3 separate regions of the Sus scrofa genome follow, and regions 2 and 3 are each linked to region 1. The links are chromatin contacts, called in public Hi-C maps. All regions are on one chromosome and are shown on one strand. The core of a region is the stretch at or near the end of the contact, and the rest is flanking DNA. Distances in the headings are between cores, read along the strand shown.

Evidence for each region. Hi-C and Micro-C count contacts between places; a contact is called where the count stands out from the background.
Region 2: a Hi-C map of liver shows a contact between it and region 1, with 2.1 times the contacts expected there. The contact joins two enhancer-like sites. A contact is called at or near these places in 6 of 47 Hi-C or Micro-C datasets (embryonic fibroblasts, epiblast stem cells, liver and 1 more) and 1 of 2 datasets of contacts at active chromatin or transcription factors (skeletal muscle).
Region 3: a contact with region 1 is called in a Hi-C map of skeletal muscle, with 8 times the contacts expected there. The contact joins two enhancer-like sites. A contact is called at or near these places in 3 of 47 Hi-C or Micro-C datasets (embryonic fibroblasts and skeletal muscle) and 1 of 2 datasets of contacts at active chromatin or transcription factors (skeletal muscle).

Annotation. Positions count from the first base shown.
Region 1 is chr3:14,699,804-14,703,814 of Sscrofa11.1, reverse strand. The region is part of intron 5 of AUTS2 (AUTS2, activator of transcription and developmental regulator); the gene reads right to left. Among named protein-coding and RNA genes, the nearest start is that of GALNT17, 320 kb to the left of the region's middle. Within about 2 kb of position 2,119, at least 47 of the 83 cell types and tissues checked have an H3K27ac peak or open chromatin away from gene starts, as enhancers often do. A contact at or near this core is called in liver and skeletal muscle, where this site is marked.
Region 2 is chr3:14,080,827-14,084,837 of Sscrofa11.1, reverse strand. All of the region lies in intron 2 of AUTS2 (AUTS2, activator of transcription and developmental regulator), which reads right to left. Among named protein-coding and RNA genes, the nearest start is that of AUTS2, 520 kb to the right of the region's middle. Within about 2 kb of position 1,642, at least 15 of the 83 cell types and tissues checked have an H3K27ac peak or open chromatin away from gene starts, as enhancers often do. A contact at or near this core is called in liver and skeletal muscle, where this site is marked.
Region 3 is chr3:14,103,562-14,107,572 of Sscrofa11.1, reverse strand. All of the region lies in intron 2 of AUTS2 (AUTS2, activator of transcription and developmental regulator), which reads right to left. Among named protein-coding and RNA genes, the nearest start is that of AUTS2, 540 kb to the right of the region's middle. Within about 2 kb of position 1,927, at least 7 of the 83 cell types and tissues checked have an H3K27ac peak or open chromatin away from gene starts, as enhancers often do. A contact at or near this core is called in skeletal muscle, where this site is marked.

The sequences.
Region 1 (4,011 bases), core at 870-3,369:
AGCTGGCTAGGAAGAGGCCCTTTGGCTGTCTTGCACGCCCCTACACAACCTCCTTGGTTGGGGCTGCCACCCTTGTCAGTTCTTTGGCCTCCACACCATATTCTCAAGTAGCCAGTCAAGTGATCCTTATGTCTGAAGCAAACTTAGAGGAGGTGATTATTATGATGCCAGCCAGTAAATTATTAAGGAAATAAATCCGACAGAATATTTACGGCGACCTGGGAGTATGCTAATAAAAGCTCTTCCAGCCCTTTAATTTTCTGATACATGCCTTGCAACTGGGAAGGAGGCAGGGGGTCTCAAAAAGGCCTCCATGTAAAAACACCCAGAAGAAACGAGGGCAGCGGGCTCAGGCTAATCATAAAATGAGCTGCAGCATTTCTTTCTGCCGCCCAGGTGGTTCCAACCATGGCGGACCACTGTCCTGAAAAGTCAGAAAAGAGCTTCTCAGCCCGAGTCTGAAGCAGGAACTACGAGAACATTCTCAGCTTTTTCTCCCTGAACTTTCAGATTCTACTTGCGCTTGAAAGCATTTGAACAAATTTGTGGTTCTCTGGATCTTAATCTTTGGGATGTTTTCTTTTTCACTGTTTTTAGGAAAAAGTCTGCAATTCCTTACATTACCTGGAACATTTTCCTGCCCCCCCCCTTTATAATCAGCAGTTCGGCTAATGGAAACGTGCCGAGCCGAGACTTAGCTAGCGAGCAGATCCTCTCCTCTCCTTTATTTTTTTACCACGGGGGCACCTCTACATACTAACGACTTCAGGTTTTGCTCGCCATTTCGTTTCATCCCCCTCGCTCGGTTTCGGAGAGTGAGGGCGTGAAGTGGCTGCATCTAGAAAGGATAGAAAAACAAAGCTCCCTCTTGGCTGTTTTTTATGGGGGGGGGGTTAATACTGAAAAATTGCTAGACGCCGTAGTTGGTGTTTAAAGAAAAGTTAAATAAGTCAAAGAGATTGAAGGAAGGAACACGGAGAATGAGGAAAACGAATAAAAGCCTTCGGAGGAGCAGACAGGGGTGGGACGCAGCCTCTCCTGTTAAAGGTCCACCTTCATTCCCTTCGCTCGCGGACCCCGCGGACGGCCCTCCGCACCCGCACCCGCACCCGGAGGGGCTTTGCAACCAGAAAAGAGAAACCTCCCCGAAACTTGGGTGCGAGTTCTTTGCCCAGCGGCCGCGATCCCAGCCCAGCTCTCCTTTCGCTTCCCTGGGCACCGCGCGTGCGGGCCAGGATCCCGACCTCTGCGCGGGGAAGCGCTACCCCCGGCACCGGTAGCGAGCGCAGCGCCCAGAGCTCTAGCCCGAGCGGGTGCCAGGCCCCGGCCGGAGGCAGGCGCAGCCCCTCGGGGCGGCTCCGGTCCCCGGGCACGACCGCGTAGCTCCGGCCGCTCGCGCCGCCGCTCCCCGCCGGAGCCCGGCGGGCCAGGGGAGGAAAGTACAAAGGCGGGCGACCGGGCCGCGGAGGGAGGGCGGGCGGCGGGAGGGAGGAGGGGTGGCGGCGGGGGGTTCGGGCGCGCCAGACGCGAGGAGCTCGCCCCTGCCACCCCTGCCCGCCGGCCCGGCCGCCGCAACAAAAGACCCCCGGCCCGCCGCTCCCTCCCGACCACCGGCGGCAAGCGAGGGAGCCGCGCCCCCGGGGCTGCATTACCTGGTCGTAAAGGGTTAAGCAGTCCTGTCAGCCCCAAGTTCATGGTTTGGTTCCAGAGCAAGGCTCACGATGGGGGATCGTCAGAGACCAGGGGGAAAGCCAGCCAAACACACGAAGAGAAAACGCCCAACTCCGACCGGGCTCCGTCCGCGCGAGTCTCTCCTTTCCAGGTGAAAGTCTGAAAGCGGAGGCACGCCAACCAAATCCGTACGGGCGGCAGCTCCGGGGCGGCCGAGCGCCAGCGCCTGCACACATCCAGCGCGGCCGAGGCCAAGCGGGCGGCGGCGACGGGCGGGCGGCCGGGAGGGAGCGCCCAGCCGGCGCTCGCCCGCTGCCTCCGGGCGGCTCCGGCGGCGCGCGGGGCCGCGGGGCACGGCGGGGACCGGAGGGGCGTCCCGGGCGGGCCGGCGAGCGGGCGAGGCGGAGAGGAGCGGCCCGAGCCGCGGCCGCGGCGCGCGGAGCTAAGAGCGAGGCGGCGGCGGCGACAGGACAAAGGAGACCATGTGCGGAGGGGAGGAGGGAGAGGGAGGAGGAGGAGGAGGGCGCGCGGCGGCGGCGGCGGCGGCGGCGGCGGCTTCTCCCCGGCGGCCGCCTCGGGCTCCCCGACTGCCGCTCCCGCCTCTCCAGCAGCACCGCGGGCCGACCAGTCCCGGTCCCGGTCCCGCCGCCACCGCCGCGGCGCTGGAGGAGACGCTCTGGGAGTCTTTATTCGGAGCCGATCTCACTGGCGCGCGGCGCGGGCGGCGCTGCAGCGGCCGGGGCGCCGGGCGGGCTACGCGGGGCCGGCGGCGCCTCCCGGCCGGAGCTCGCGGGCGGACGGGCAGCGCCTAGGGCTGGCTCGGCTCCGGCCCGCGCTCCGCTCGCGGGCGCCTGCCTCTCCCGCCGGCTCGCCGCTCAAGTAAACTCCATCGGCCGCCGGCGCCGCGGGTTCCCTGGCTGGACGGGTGGCGGGAGGGGGCGGCGGCGGCACAGGGGCCCCTCGCTCCGGACTTCGCTCCCCGACTGCGCCGAGCGCGCCTCCTCCAGACGCTCGCAGCTCTCGGAGCGGGACTTCCTCGGCGCGCCGAGCCCGAGCCGCCGGTGCCGCCGCCCCTCCTCCGTCCCGCCCCGCGCGCCCCGCCCCTCGCCGCCCCTCCTCTCGGCCCCGGCGCCGGGTCGGCCCCGCGGGGGCGCAGTCCCCGGGCTCGGCCTCGACAGCTGTCGCTTCCCCCTCCCACCCCCGCGGCTCGGGCCCGAGGTCCCCACGGCCGCCTTCCCGGCGGGCGGGCGCGGCGGGCACTGCCGTGTCCTCCCCGCAGCTGCGGCTTCCACGACTGCGCCGCGGCAGGGAAAGGCCACTAGGCCCACAGGCTGGGGCTGTATTGCCACTAGGCCAGTCACATCTGCAGAGAGCCAGCTCTCAGGGTAGTTGTGATGAGAAATGAGAAAGTAAGTTATGGAAACCACCTGGCACATAGTAGGTGTTCAATAAGTACATTGTTGAAAATGGAGGCGGGGGGGGGGTGCGCAGCCAGAGTCTAGTATTCGAAGAAAGTACTTAATCCAACCTTATCCCCGCCTGGTCAAAGGCTGAACACAGCGGCTCAAGGATACCAGCGCATGAAGTGGCCGTTACAAGTGCCCCTCCCCTTAGTCCTCAAATCCACTGTCATTTATACACCTTCCATCCACAAATGTGGCGCTGGTTGTGACCGCCAGATGCAGGGAAAGGATTAAAGCAAAGCCACAGCCTCACTGAATGCACAATTACTATCATCCTAACATTTACCGTCATGTGTTCTCTAGCGCCCTGTGTAGCGCCTGCCCGAAAGGGGTGGCGGGGAGGGCGGAGGTGCTCAATGACCACAAACTTGGCCCCTAGTGGATGCCCCTGAGCAACACACGGGCAACCAGAGCGCCAAAGCTCCCTTCTGTCCAGTCTGGTGGGCCCCTGGCCAGAATTCTGGCCTCCTTACGCTACTACCCCAACCACAGAGGCCCTGCAAGAGTACCAGGCCATACCTGGGGGCAAGGAGACACCCCCCCCCCCGCAAACATCTGGAGTTTTCATTCCCCATCTGCAGCTTGGCAGGGTCCCTCCTTGGTGCATAGGAAAGGTTGCTGAGGTTTTCTCAGCACAGGGCAAACAGGCCAGCAGAGACCTAGGTTGCAACTGGGAGGGTTCTAGGGTAGAGCCAGTGGGTGAGAGCTCCTGATTTCCCTTCAGTGCCACGGTCACCTGGAGTGCTACTGGGAAAGAGGAAAAAGGGACAGGGCTGGGAGAGATGTACATCACATACAAATGACATGGAGACTGGTTTCAAGCAGCAATGTCCATTCCTCACCTCTTTGAAGTTGAACATCCATCTCTGCTTGATTT
Region 2 (4,011 bases), core at 393-2,892, 620 kb after region 1:
TCTGGAAAGTAAGGTTTTTAAATGAAACTTGAGAAATAGTTGGTAAGGGTGATTATTATACACAGACAAAAGACATCCAGTTTTTATTTCCTCCATCAAAGATAACCTCAAATATTTGTCTTCCCTTGAGAGAAATGAAAATCAAAACTCTTTTTACTGGGTAGAGAGAAAGGACTATTTATCTCCAAAATAAAACAGCATATGCTTTAAAATTATCTCTTTTTAAAATAACTTAATAAGTTAAAATTTCATAATTTATGATCAATCACTTGAGAAACTAGTCAAAAGTAACTTCAATTGCCTTATAAGTATGTGCTTCTGAAGTAAAAATTGCAACACATCCTACAAGTGATTCTGAACCATGATTTTACAAAATCACTTTGAAATTACGGCAAAATTATCTACATTTATTTTTTATTATTATGGCACCAACTATTCCTGCAGAATGCAAAGATCTGTCAGCAACATCACTGAAGCAATCAACTGAGCTTATAAGACTTAATTCTTTTTTAGTCAAAATATAATTCAGAAAAGGATCTGGCCAACAAAGTTTTTAGCCAAGACAACATTTTTTGCCTTGAGTTTTGCTAGACAAAAGATAGATGAGACCTTGCTTTCAGTTCATTTAATGTACTGGTTTGGCTGTTTAATTTTCTTTTTATCATGGGGGAGGCAAAGAAATAAAAAGTGAAATGCAATAATACATCACCAAAATGTGTCTGGTTGGTGTTGATAGGAAAGTCGGATGAAGGTGATGAGACAGTATAAGTTCCTCAAAGTTATTTGCTCAGGTGCTATATTAGGGCGCTGTTCACACACAAACATAAAGAGATGCCCAGGCATATACTTCAAATCTTTGTTCACTTTGCCATTCATTCATTTTCAATCATTTGTCTATTCATTCATTCACTCACTTATTCAATAATTAGTAAGTACCTACCATTGCTCTGGGCTTTAAGTATGAATAGAACAGACCCTAAGTTAAATCTTGGAGGAGAAAGAAATGTAACCCACTGATAAAGTAATATTTTCTACCTGAGGAGACAGGAACAGAGGATGAAGCAACTCACGATATTACCAGCTCAAGTTCACATGGTTTTGAAAGTCATATGGAGCTGTAAGGTTAGAATTGCTAGCTCTAAGGCAAAATTTCAAGAGGGGACATACATCCCCCAGGTTAAGACTCTTGAAAGAGTTTCACCATGCATTTTGGAGGTGTGACTTCCATCCGGATCAATCAAATATCACATTTACCCTTGGGTCTATATGACCAAATTACCCCTAAATTACAATCCTGAGTAAACACAATGACCCATGCACCAAACAGTTCCCCCTTGGAAGGCATTTGAATGAAGGAAATCTAGGCCTTGGCTCCCAGCAATGATAAACTCTCCAGCAAAGAGAAAATAGTATCAGTAGAGCGGTGTGCAGACAAGATAAACTACTTTCTTTTGTTCCAAGGCCTAAAAGCAGCCATTGTATACTATCTGCTGGCTGGATTTGTGTTGCTTCCATTGCTGTGTTAAAGGAGCTATTTCTGGAGCTGACCTCTGTATAAAAGCTGGGGTGAGCTGAGCTTTTCTGCCTATTAGAGTGAGCAGTAGAGCAAAGGGTAAACCTCTCTGAGTGGATGGGTCAGAGTACACAGACACTGATTCAGGTTTAGCTGACAGCGCCAGGGAAGGCATTTCTAATCTCCCCAGTTAGTACTAAATCAGCATGGTGTACACGAGCCCTTGACAGAGGACAGACAAATGGGACTCACTAAAAGGATAAAGAGCGGCCTGGTGAAGCACAGACGCTGAATACGATCCAAAGCTTTCATTTCTTAAGCTAAAAATGCTTTGCCGAAGCCACATCCATTCAGGACAAGTCTTGGCTCTTGGCTCTTCTGTAGTAAAATGACGCCTTCTAGTCTGATCCTGAGAAAACAGACGATGCCCATTCCAAGAATTTAGAACGCAGTAATTAAAAGGCATATTCTTGCCTCCCCCTCTATTTGCTGTTGCCTGGAGAAGAGAAAAGTCAAAGAAAAATTAGGCGGCTGCCACCCGAACCATTGTCGTTACCCAAGGCAGGGTAATTCATGGTTTGATTTTCTGCAGGCCCTCCTGACCATCCATCATGTCAAGCCACAGAACAGAAGAAATGCGACCAAGCAGGAACGTGAGCTCTTTTCTGAACCGTTCTCTTCAAGTTTACAAACACATCCAAAGAAGGGAAGGGAGGGCAGGCACACAACAACTCAAAGGGACACTGCCAAAGGGGTGCTGTTCGATAGCTGAGACTTTCCTAATCTCAGAGCACTTTTTGTTTGTACTGTCCTCATACTCTACAGAGTGTTATCTAAGAGTGTTCTCCACGAGATGCGAGGATCCCTGGTTTGCCCATGAGGAGACTGAGGCTAAGAGGCCCTAACTGACATGCCCAGGATTCACACAGCCAGAAAGTAGGAAAGCTGAGATCCTAACCTGGCTCAGGGTTAAGACTCCAGAACCTGGCTATTAATCACTCTGCTCTACAAACACAACCTCCTGTTAAGTGTGTAAATGGAATTTTTATATATAAAATCCCATCTAAATCCAGCAGAATAACTTGCTATTTTAAAGACACCTAGGGTGAACCATTTTGAAGGGGGGAGAAAAAAAAAACTCTGCAGCCAGGAAAAACATCCATCCCTTGGTTTGTTTACCTTGTAAATCCAAATGGTGGGTGACGGCATCTGCTGAAAACGAGGCGGATCTGCAAATGCCAAATGTGGTGTGCCTGCCAGTGTCCATCAAGCTGCAGGGGTGATGGGGGAAGGGGGAGAAGCCTTTACCTGTGCGGACGCTCACACACAAACAAGATGCAAAGTGCTCACTTTGTAGCTTACAACTCATACAAAGGATTCTTGGCTTCACATGGGAAGCAAGGAATCACAGATCTCCTTATCAGAGGGAAACCAAGAGTCTCCTACCCTCAGAAAAAGAAGATATGATCCCCACAGATGACCTAATAAGAAAGACTGAAAAGGTTGTCCTGGAAAGTAATATTGGCAGGAAGGGTTTAGGCCTGAGTCTTCCACCTCCCAGTACACAAGCCAGTTCCTCTTCAAACTCTACCTGCGGGGACTTCAACACCTGGCCTCGTATCCTAAAACAGCAGAGCAACTTATCACTTACAATAACACTGACGGGCAAGTCCAAACTGTATTAAATATGACAATGACCAGCTATTTCACAGATTCCAAGAGCTTAGGAACTTGTTTAAAATGAGAGATGGGCCCCAATTTAGACCTGTCAAAATGGCATAAATATCACTGTCGAATGATCAAACCACCTTAGGAAAAAAAAATTGGAACTTGTTAAAAAAAAAAAAAAAAAAAACCAATGTGTATTGTGTATCGGGATAAATATGTCTTATTGCTATAGAAAGTACATAAAGTAACTGAATTTACAGAATGTTTTCAGAAAAAAAATATTTCAAATGAAAAGTAAAAACATTTTCTCTCTATAAAAGGAAATATAGTGAGAGAAATGAGGAAATAAATAACTCTTGAATTCTACCCACAGGCAGGTCCCAAGTACACAAAATAAATGGCTAATCCATTAGGAAGTTTCTTTTGTCAAACCATGATATTAAAGCATTAAGTATTCTATGTCCATATAGTACTTAGCAGAATATTACCTTAAGTATGTTTTATTTATGTTATAGTAATATCTTTTCAAACTGCTATTATTACAAAATACTACCCATAGTCCAGGGATAACACATTTTTTTTTTTTTTGCAAATATAATGACCTATTTGCTTTACTTATTGGGTCATATAATACCCCATTCTTGATCTCCATCTTTAACAGGAAGCTTTGATTAACTTAATATTTTAATACATCTTACATGTGTTACTCCCTTCTCAAGAAAATTAAAATACTAACCTGTTTAAAATCAGAGGGAGAAAATGCCAGAATTAGGAATGAGGTTGTTTTGCTTTGGGGTTGGAGAACTATCTTTTATGAAATATGCACCTTC
Region 3 (4,011 bases), core at 678-3,177, 600 kb after region 1:
AGGAGTTTTTCAGTTCACGTTTCAGGTTAATCTTTTCCTTTCTTTAAGAACAGAACATCCTCTTTGCAGATCTCCCTGAGGGCTTGGTATTTGCAACATCAAACAGAACACACAAACCATTGCACCCACTTCCAAAAGCCTATTATACTGTCAACTGGCTTCCTAACTGCAACCAAGGGAGAAGGCTTACAGACTCCTAAGCTGCTTTTTTTTTGGTGGGGGAGGGGGTTGCTGGAAAGCATCCATAATTTCTCCAAGCTACCACTGCATTTTGTTTCACTAAAGAACACCTAGGGAAAAAGCAACTTGAACTCACTAACTATAAATCTCACCGCTGTTTTATTTCTAACTCTCTTCTCTCTAACTTTCCATTGTTGGCAGGCTCTGAGGATGGGGCGCTGTCATGCATGGCTACCAGTGGGTCTTTTCCATTCTCCTTAATGAATCATAATAAAATGCAGATCCACCAAAAAACAAAGTCCAAAGCAGGGCCAGAGTTGTGGCAGTGCCTTATGGTACTGTATGACTTATGTTTTATTATTCACTGTGGGATGCCTAAGAAAGGCTGGAGTAAAAATGGGGAGGAAAACAGGCATAGACAGGTTTTTTAACTTTCAAATCAAACAAATATGTTCTGCATGTTTCCTACGCTTCTTTAGAATCAATCCAAAGTAAGACAAGCCTAAGGGGAATCTGTGGCTGTCAGCCTGTACCAGCAGGGATTCACCTCCTTAATTGTTAACACAGTTCATGAATATCTGTTCCAAAAGGACATCACTAATGGGTCCCAAGTAGGACAAGGCTTCCAAAGCATGCAGTAATGTACGAAACAAGCACTCATGGCACACACACAAATATGTATATAAATACGCACAAATCTCCCAGGTTGAACATTAAACCATTTATCTTCCCTAGAGGAACACATTTTCCTTTTTTCCTTCCTGGAAGTTTTTCACAGTTGGTTACCATGGGGAAAATGAACATGTTCTCAAAGGGCTGCATGTCAGCGAATGGAAATGATGGGAAGACAATGAGAAAGGAGAGCACAGAAGAGAACAATGCATGCTTTACCAACAGCCACACATCTGCATGTCTTAAGTGAGTCAAATCACAAAATTCCATAATTTCCTACATCTGGCCCCTAATCACCTCTTCCAGGAAGGCTTGACATTACTGTGAAGGCTTCAACACATGGAGCAGTTATGTCTTCAAGACACTACATAAATCCTGGGTAAAGTCCTCAAAGGCTATTGAGTTTAGATCCTTGACAGAAGTTCTATATTCACACAATGACATACTCTATAAACAGCTTACATGTTCTCTGCCACCTGAGTGTTAGCAAGGTCACTTATTTTTGATACAGAATCTCCTGGCCTTAAGCCTAGGCAGCCTAGCAGCTGTAAAGAGGTGACTCACTCCGTGTGAAATGCATTAGACACAGCTCACCTGTACATGCCCTTCGTGTCTCCGCATAATCTCCTTTCTCTCTATTCTGAGTTAATCTTTCGACTTATAAATTGATAAGAAATGCATTCACTGTGGATAATTTCTTCTCTCTAGAGAAGGTTGTTCTCTCATGCAAAGCCTGTCCATAAAAGTAAAGGAAGGAAGACAAGTGAATCATTCATCTTGTTAAAAAAAGAAAAAAACCTGAACTGAGAATGTTGCCTAGATCCACGGGTGTTACTGAGCCAAGCAGAGTTTACCTCCCACAATTTTTGACTTTTGATTTTTATTTAACAACTCATTTGTATAACCGCGATGAATGGAGGCAGCAGACCTGAAGAGATTTGCAGCTGAAGTTCTATCAAGTTGGAAGGTTATGTCAGCTGCCAAGTCTGGAAATGGAGCCCTGCACAGCAAGAAAATGGTGAGAGATTGGTTACAGCCATAAGTAATTGATCTGTCTGAAAATACGGGCTACGAATCATGGGATTAATGCTGGTGCTCCAGCTGGGATGCATTGCTCATTTCCCTCTAGCTCTCTGACAACAAAGACATGCCTCTTTCTCCAGGGACAAAAAAATTTTTATTAAAATCTTTATACAACTTAGCAGCAAAGCATGCTAGAGATTTGGGGAGGAGGGGAGGTGCAGCCCTCATAAGGAAATCATCTCACAATTTTCGTTTGATCTTGTTTTTACTTCAAACTAGTCACCAGCCTGCTTCCCATGGCCAAATATACTTGCCCCTTAGCTCGGCAGGCATGGAGAGGGAGCCCCGCTAGTGGGAGGCTTAGCTGGAGAGAAGTGGATGAGTAAAGCGGTGGAGAGCTGCAGGGAAAAATAAAGTGGGAAGGCATCCAAAACTGCAGCTGTGCTGGCCCATTAAAAAGCTGAAACTCATTCTGCTGTTCGACCTCATGCTTATCACCACATAACTATTCATCAAAGAAATTTCAGTGCAATTAATTAAATTATTCCCATGTCTGTGCCACAGAGTCGTTATTCCAATATCAGCTTTCACTCACACTCTCTTAAGCTCATGTCTGCATGCCAAGTCACTACTCTGGGGTTGTCCAGTCTCAATAAAGCTGTGCTCCTCACCACTCACAGAGGCTATCATTTCTCTTTTTTATTGCCATTTATTTTCCACTAGGATTTTGCTGCCAGTATATTGGCAGGACTTCCAGTATATGGATGTAATGAAATCTACCACAGACACTTAACACGGGGTCAGGATGGAGCTCAGCTCATGTGAAGCTGTAATATAATAAACAAATGCTTTCAGAAGGAGGATTTTATCAGCTCAAAAATAGAACCTGGTATTCTCTGGTACCAAGTGCAGAAAAAAGTTGGAGTCATTTGAAAATTCTTATGATAATTAAGTTTATGGCTGAAATATGCCTAACATAGGAAATCTGAGCTATACAGCAGAGATTTCTTTTCATCTGTCAGAGCTGTTTTATTGAAAAGGAAGAGAATAAAAATGTACTGCTGAAAGTCTGCTTTTGACACAGCCATCTCTTTAGTCATCGACCTGTAAGTAGCACACTCATAGAATTTGGTGGATTTGACTGCTGCCAGTGGAACTTTCTCTGTATAGCTATAGCAAAATATAAATGAGATTAAGAGAATAATACCCACTACTTGATAACTAGCAGACAATATTTAAGGCTCTTTTATTCCCCTTGTACATCACCAGAGAAAATTAGAGGACTGGGATAGAGTATATACCTATAGATCTTTGTACTAAACTTTATAGTCTAAGAAGAGGGCAGACTTCACACAAACACAACATTGGGAAGAAGTCGAGAGCACTTTAGGAAACGCAGCGCTGGTCTGACTCAGAACTGAAAAGAAGGTGCTCAGACAACCACCACAGTACCCAGAGAGGCCAGCCAATCTCGGGTCTGAGGATGATTTATTCCTCGTTTAACTTCTAAGAACATCAGGAGAAGAGCAGGCCAAAAAGGAAAATATGTGATTATAAAGGCAGAGGCTCTGGTACCTGATCTTCCTTTAAAATGTCTGCAATCTCAAGGCTTAAAATTGGAAACAGTGTTGGTTTTTTTTGTTTTTTGTTGTTTTTTTTTACCAACTGTTAAGGCATGATTCTATGACTCTAAACATCAAATACTTAGTAGTAACGTCTAGAGGAACTATTTGACAATTTCTTCTTTATTAGTATATTTTTAAATTGGCTCATTAGGTAAAGATAGCTGAAGAGAATTAAAAGTCTGAATAATTTCTAAATTTGACAAAAACTATAAACCCACAAATCTAAGAGACTTAAACAACCCTAAGCACAAGAAACATAGAAAACAACACCAGTGTAGATTATAATCGAACTGTTCACAACCAATAATAGAGAAATTCTTAAAGCATACAGAGAAAAAGACATTACATATGGAAGAAAAAGATAAGGATGATAGCTGATTTTGCCATAGAATATGATGTAATTGAGACAACAGTGGGAGATTTTTTAAGTACTGATAGGAAAAAACCACTCGGAATTTTATACATAATTAAAATATCTCTCAAAAACAAAAGTAAAACGAAGACTTTTTTT